Linked DNA regions of Hordeum vulgare: region 2 is linked to region 1. A link is a contact called in public Hi-C data. All regions are on one chromosome and are shown on one strand. The core of a region is the stretch at or near the end of the contact, and the rest is flanking DNA. Distances in the headings are between cores, read along the strand shown. Region 1 holds the start of LOC123426259 (transcription factor PCF6-like). Region 2 holds the start of LOC123426260 (melanoma-associated antigen 1).

The links. A called contact is a pair of places that touch in the nucleus more often than the background predicts.
Region 2: a Hi-C map of leaf shows a contact between it and region 1, with 4 times the contacts expected there. The contact joins the promoter of LOC123426260 here to the promoter of LOC123426259 in region 1. A contact is called at or near these places in 3 of 6 Hi-C or Micro-C datasets (leaf and seedling) and 1 of 1 datasets of contacts at active chromatin or transcription factors (embryo).

The regions. Positions count from the first base shown.
Region 1 is chr2H:352,575,765-352,578,804 of MorexV3_pseudomolecules_assembly, forward strand. It overlaps LOC123426259 (transcription factor PCF6-like), which reads right to left and starts at 1,313. Exons shown (of 2, transcript XM_045110058.1): 1 at 1-1,313. The coding sequence starts at 981.
Region 2 is chr2H:352,849,973-352,852,898 of MorexV3_pseudomolecules_assembly, forward strand. LOC123426260 (melanoma-associated antigen 1) reads right to left here and starts at 1,674. Exons shown (of 7, transcript XM_045110060.1): 1 at 1,437-1,674; 2 at 1,093-1,345; 3 at 805-957; 4 at 616-721; 5 at 419-533. The coding sequence starts at 1,481.

The DNA.
Region 1 (3,040 bases), core at 63-2,562:
GGACATGGAGAAGTTGAGATTGTAGTCTACTGACGGAGCCGACGTTGCCGCCGCATGGACGGGCATGTAGTGGTCTTGCGAGAAGGAGAAGTGCGGCATCTCCGTCTGCGGCTCGCCGCCAGCTGATAAGCTGAAGTGCTGCCCCGGGGCCATGGCGACGGGCGCAATGTTGCCAAGGTGCGGGGCCGGGGAGGCGAAGGTGTGCAGCATCCCGTGCCCGGATTTCCGGGGCTGGGCGAAGCCGAGGTAGTCCGCGGTGGCAGACGCGGTCATCTGGTGCCACGAGTTGTGGTGCTTGTGCTGAGCAGCGGCTGGGGTAGCGGCCGCCAATCCAGTGAGCAGCTCGGTGAAGGAAGCGGCCTGCGCCGAGGGGGCGCGGGTGGCCGAGTCGTCTCCGGCCTCCTTGTCCTTCACAGAGGCGCTCCGGTCACGCGCGCGCTCCCTGGCCTTGACTCGGCTGTCGGAGCGAGAGAGCGAGAGGACGGAGCCCTTGCTGGTCTCGGACGTGCTGCTGCAGGCCGATCTGGTGAGCTGCTGCTGCTGAGGCTGCGAGCCGTGGGCCTCCGGTTGAAGAGCTGAAGACTGTTTGTTGGCTGAGGCCGGGTGGTTGGGGAAGGCGGCGGCCTCGAGCTCTGGGAGCTTGTCGATTGCGGCGGCGGCTGCCTTGATGAGCCACTCGACGGCCTTGCTGGGCTGGTCGTAGCCAAGGCGATCCTGCAGGTCGTAGAACTGGATGGCGGTGGCGACGGAGAGGCGGACGCGGCGGTCGCGGATGCCCTTGGCCGTGTAGACCTTGCTGTGGCGGTCCTTGCCGCCGGAGCCGCGCGAGACGCGGTAGATCCGCGAGGAGGGGTGCTGCTGGTGCGGCGGCCACGGCACGAGCGCCAGCCGCTTGGCGTCCCCGTGGCCCTGGTCCTGGTCCTGGTCCTCGGTGCGGCCCCGCTTGCCGAGCTCGACGGCGGCGGCGACGCTGAGGTCCATCCCGATGTGAATTGGTCCGCCGGCAAGCCGCCGCCAGTGCCTCTCATGCCCTACCCAGAGCGCATTGGTAACGGAATTAAGCCAGGCCGCCTGGCGCGGGGAGGCGGGGAGTGGGAAGCGAGCGCGTGGGGAGGTGGGGCGCAGATCTGCGCCCGATCCCGTGTGCGCCCTGGGGCGATGGAGCGGAGCGGAGTGGAGTGGAGTGGAGTGGAGGGAGCACGGCGCGGCGAGGGAGGGAGAGAGGGGAGGTGGAGTGTGAGTAGGACGAGACGATGGAGGGAGGGAGGGAGGGAGGGAAAGGTCTCCCGATTTTATGAGGGAGGGAGAAGGGAGGTGAGGTGTGCGGAACGAGGCGGATCATTCTATCGGCCACACCAGTAGCGAGTAGCCCGTCACTCTCGCGCCGCGCCGCTGCGTCATCGGGCTAGTCGGCTGCGGCTGCCTACCCGGCCGCCGCCGTAGCAGCAGCGGGGGCGCGTCGCATCGAATCGAATCGGCACGGCACATACGTACATCCTCGCGACGGATCCATGTCCATCCATCCGTCAATCCATGTCCGATGGCAACTGGCTCGCTCGCTCGCTCGCTCGCTGTCAGACCTTCATCACGGCGACGACGCCCTCCAACCGGTCCAAGGTCTCTCTCCGCTCCGCGCCGCCGTCACTCGAACAAACAAACGTTAGCCGTATCCAAGAAATGCCCATGACGTCTCTGTCGCGAGGCCTTCCACACCATCTCTCTCCAAAAGGCCCATGACCAACTTTAATAACTACTATCCGTTCTTAAATTTTATTTTTTTAAGTTTTACTAACTGATTACATATTTTAGATTATAGATTCATTCATTTTGTTTCGTATGTAGTCCTATAGTAAAATCTTTAAAAAAAGACTTATATTTAGGGACGGAAGGAGTAATCATGAAATATAAGTTATATGGAGCAAAAATAATGTCATTGCATAGTAGGAGTACATTCAAATACGAATGCAACAATATAATTTCTTTACATGCACTAGCATTTTACTAGTAAAATATGTGATGAAACTTTGAATCAAAATACGATGGGAACTAATAAATCCACACAAAGGTAGTAGGTTACATGGTCATGATTCATTTGTTTTGACGAGGCAAATCAAGCATCATGGTGAAGTCATTGTTGAGATTGTTATTTTAGTAATCATCGTAGCATCGAGATTGGATCGATCACAAAATAGTGCGATGGGGGTAGATGAGTTGTTGGAGTAGTTGGTTTCGTCGAACATTACAACGAGGAAAATAACCACTTGATGACGAAGCATCGATGAAGATGAGGTACTCGACCCCAATTGAAAGCAGGTCGGTGTGGTAACATGACACGACAAGGGACAAACCCTCATCAAAAAGGGTTCTCTAGCAAACCAATTCATCATTCATATCATAGTTAGGCCACATGCGCCTTACGGAAACATGGGAGGATCAACCTCACACATCGAAAACCTTCATAACACATGCACAAACAAAGCCTTAGTTTTGCTTCTCTTGGCTCTTGCTCTCCTCCTAAATTACACGACAAGTAATCGGACATGGATGAAGGGGCGGGAACAATTATATTTCCTGAAAACAATTAGCATTGTGCGAAACACCCATGATAGTTAGTGAATTATATTTCCAAGAACTTGTTGAGATCGGACAAACCTAGGGAAGAGTTTACCTAATTATTATTATATGAGAGTCCTTTCACTATTAGCCTTGTTTGTCAAAGAATCCGAGTACATAAATATGTATGGTCATAGTTGCAAGATGCTGGAAAATCCTCTATAACATTAAGCTCCATAGTTTTAAACAACTCACGTTCAATTGAGATCTTTAATTGAAATTCGGTGACCCAATTTTGACGAGGTCAATAATTTTTCAAAGCTCTCTCGTTTAATTATTTTATATTATACACTATGCTTTCTAATTTTTAAGGCCTCTCAATTATTTAAGGTATTTAATTTACAATTGGGTCACTCGATTTTGACCGAGTCAACAATTTATCAAGTTATCTCATTCAATTGTTTAAATACACTATGTTCCCTAATTA
Region 2 (2,926 bases), core at 424-2,923, 270 kb after region 1:
ATAAAAATATACTCCCTCCGTCCCAAAATAAGTGTCTAAACTTTATACTAACTCTAGTACAAAATTGTACTAAGCTTAAGACAGTTATTTTGGGACGGAGGGAGCAGTTCCTTACCAAACATTTTATAGCTGTTAATGCTGCACGTTATGGAGAAGGCAATAACCTGGACAGGCCAAACATTTTATAGCTGTTAATGCTGCACGTTATGGAGAAGGCAATAACCTGGACAGGTTAAAAGCCTAAACATATTTTGAGAGCATAGTATTCCTTCTACAGGTTAAAGAGATAGATTAATTTCACAAATTAGTGTTTCTACTCTCTTGGGCAACCAAGCAAAAGTTCTGATATTTCTAATATACTGTACATACAGGTTGATGCCTTATTTTTTTCAAGATTGTAGTTGATGCCTTTACATACCTGTGAAATGTATTCTTTAAGCTTGGAACTGATGGATTCATCCAATGCCCTCTCTGCAAGCTCATAAACCATGGAATGGCCTTCTGGACCAGCAATCTTCTCCTTCAGCAAGTACCTGGGCAAAGATACCAAGTCAAAACAACAAAACTTGCCAATGAAATACACACTCTGCAGCACATCCTGAAAGTACCAGCAACCTTTGTTGCACTAGTAGTTCAAGCGCCTGCTTATTGTTCCGGAGAACAGGGTGGTCCTCATCAGTCTCATTTAAGCCCAACCGTTTCAGTTGACGCCAAAGGTCCTCTGAAACGTGTTTGTCAAAAATCAGTAACATCAAACGATAAAACCTCCAGACTACTGTCGAAGAAAGAACCAGCAATCCCTACCTTCAGAGATCTTGCCACCAGCGACATGAACAATGCTTATGACAACAAAAGCAAACCCAGACACATGGGCACGCTCCTTATCCTCGACATACTTGCTGTACACCTCAGGGTCCAGCTTACTTACCAGGACGTAGCTCTTTGCATCCAGATTACCTAAACACAGCTCGATTCATCGCAGGTCATTCTTAGGTTCAATCAATTTATACCTGATCACATCATCAGCAAAGATCCAGGCTGCCAAGTGGCGGCGACATTGCAAGGCGAAAAGAAGAAGAAAAGCGAGCTTACTGGGCTGCTGGGAGGAGGGGCGTCCAGAACGGGTGGACGTGGCGCGGGTCCTCTGGAGCTCCCTCATCTCATAGCCGAAGGTCGCGGCAAGCCTATCCCCAGCTTCCTTGATAACGAGCGCAGGGAGCGCTCGCTGGCGGTAGTTCTTGGTGATGATCTGCGTGAGCTCCTCCCGCTTGATGGGGCAGCCGGAGTTCTGGTGCGTCTTGAAGAGCGCGTAGCGCATCACCTCGGCCACCAGCTTGTCCTTCTCCTGCAGGACCCGATTTGGGCGTATCAAAACGTCGAACATCTTGCGTGCGGAGGTCGAACTGGGAAACGTGGACGCGTAGGGTGTGGCGTACCTCCGTGGAGATGTCGACTTGGGCGAGTTCGTCGCTAGTCGCCATGCGATCCAAGAAAAGCCAATATGACGGAAAGGAGGGCGGAAGGAATTGCCGCGATTAGGGGCGGAGCAGAAGAACCCTAGGTTCGCAGTGAGCGGGTTGTTTCGTGGTAGAGTGGGCGCGAGAGAGACACGTCGGGAAACTGAACCGAGTGGATCGCGGGAGGCGGAGTCCAAGCACGATGGTTAAATTTCATCTCAAGGGTTGCGGACTTGCCCTATCTATTTTCGATAAAGCTATCTTCCACACCGTAGAAACTCTGTATCTATTTTCGAGGAAGTTATTTTTCACACAATAGAAATTATGGGACAGACCAGCATCCATCAACGAAGAAAATACATGCAGCGACTATAGACTAGATACGGAATAAAATGAATGAACCTATTTTTCAAAATATAACTATATACATCTATATGTATTATACATTAGAATCTCTAAAAGATCTTATATTTAGAAACGGGGGAAGTAAGAGACAAAAAGATGACATCAACAAAAAGATTCTTTCTATTTAAAAAAATTAAACATTTTGTAGCTTAAATCATCGTTTGGATTCAAAATCCGTTTTCACATAAAAAAACACCTCGACGAAATCTTTGAAACTAGATCTCATGTTGATATGTTTTCATTAAAAAAATTCACGTCAAAAGTTACCATATCTAGACTACACAAACTGTTACGCCTACAATACGTAACTTATCATGATCTTTACACTAAAGTTACTAGGTGTATGTTTCAACTACTTTTTTGACGGGGTCAAAATTTTACCATGGTATACGCACAGCCAAGCTGGTAACTGACGTACAAACATCACGAGAACTTTTTTGACCCGGGGAAAAAGGTTATTCAAAAAAACATCACGATATTTTCTGTGTAAATAGAATGTAACACATGCACACCATAGTTGATAACCCACGTACAAACACCGCGATTTTTTTGACTTGATTTTTGTTGTTGAAACATCTCCAGATAATGTTGTGTAAATAACATGGTCATTAAAACATCGCGGACCTGATAATTACATACAAACACCCTGATAACTCACATATCACATACGTGATAATTTATGTACCCCGATCGTGACAGCGTTGGCGGCGTGGGGGGGGATCAAGTATCCCCTTTCAACTTTCGTTGTTGATGAAATATTCCATTGGTAACTTTTGTGTGAATAATATGATAGCTCATACATCGCATACATGTGCTCTACTGCATTTGCATGTGAAGAGAATGTTGGAGGAGCCATTTTTATGCCCCGGTAATTTCCATGTAAACAGGTTGGTAACTCGCATAGTGCTACTTCTTGAGCTTGCATTGGTTTTCCCTTGAAGAGGAAAGGGTGATGCAGCAAAGTAGATAAGTATTTCCCTCAGTTTGTTGAGAACCAAGGTATCAATCCAGTAGGAGAAACAAGCAAGGCCCCAATCTTAGCACCTACACAAACAATCAAACAC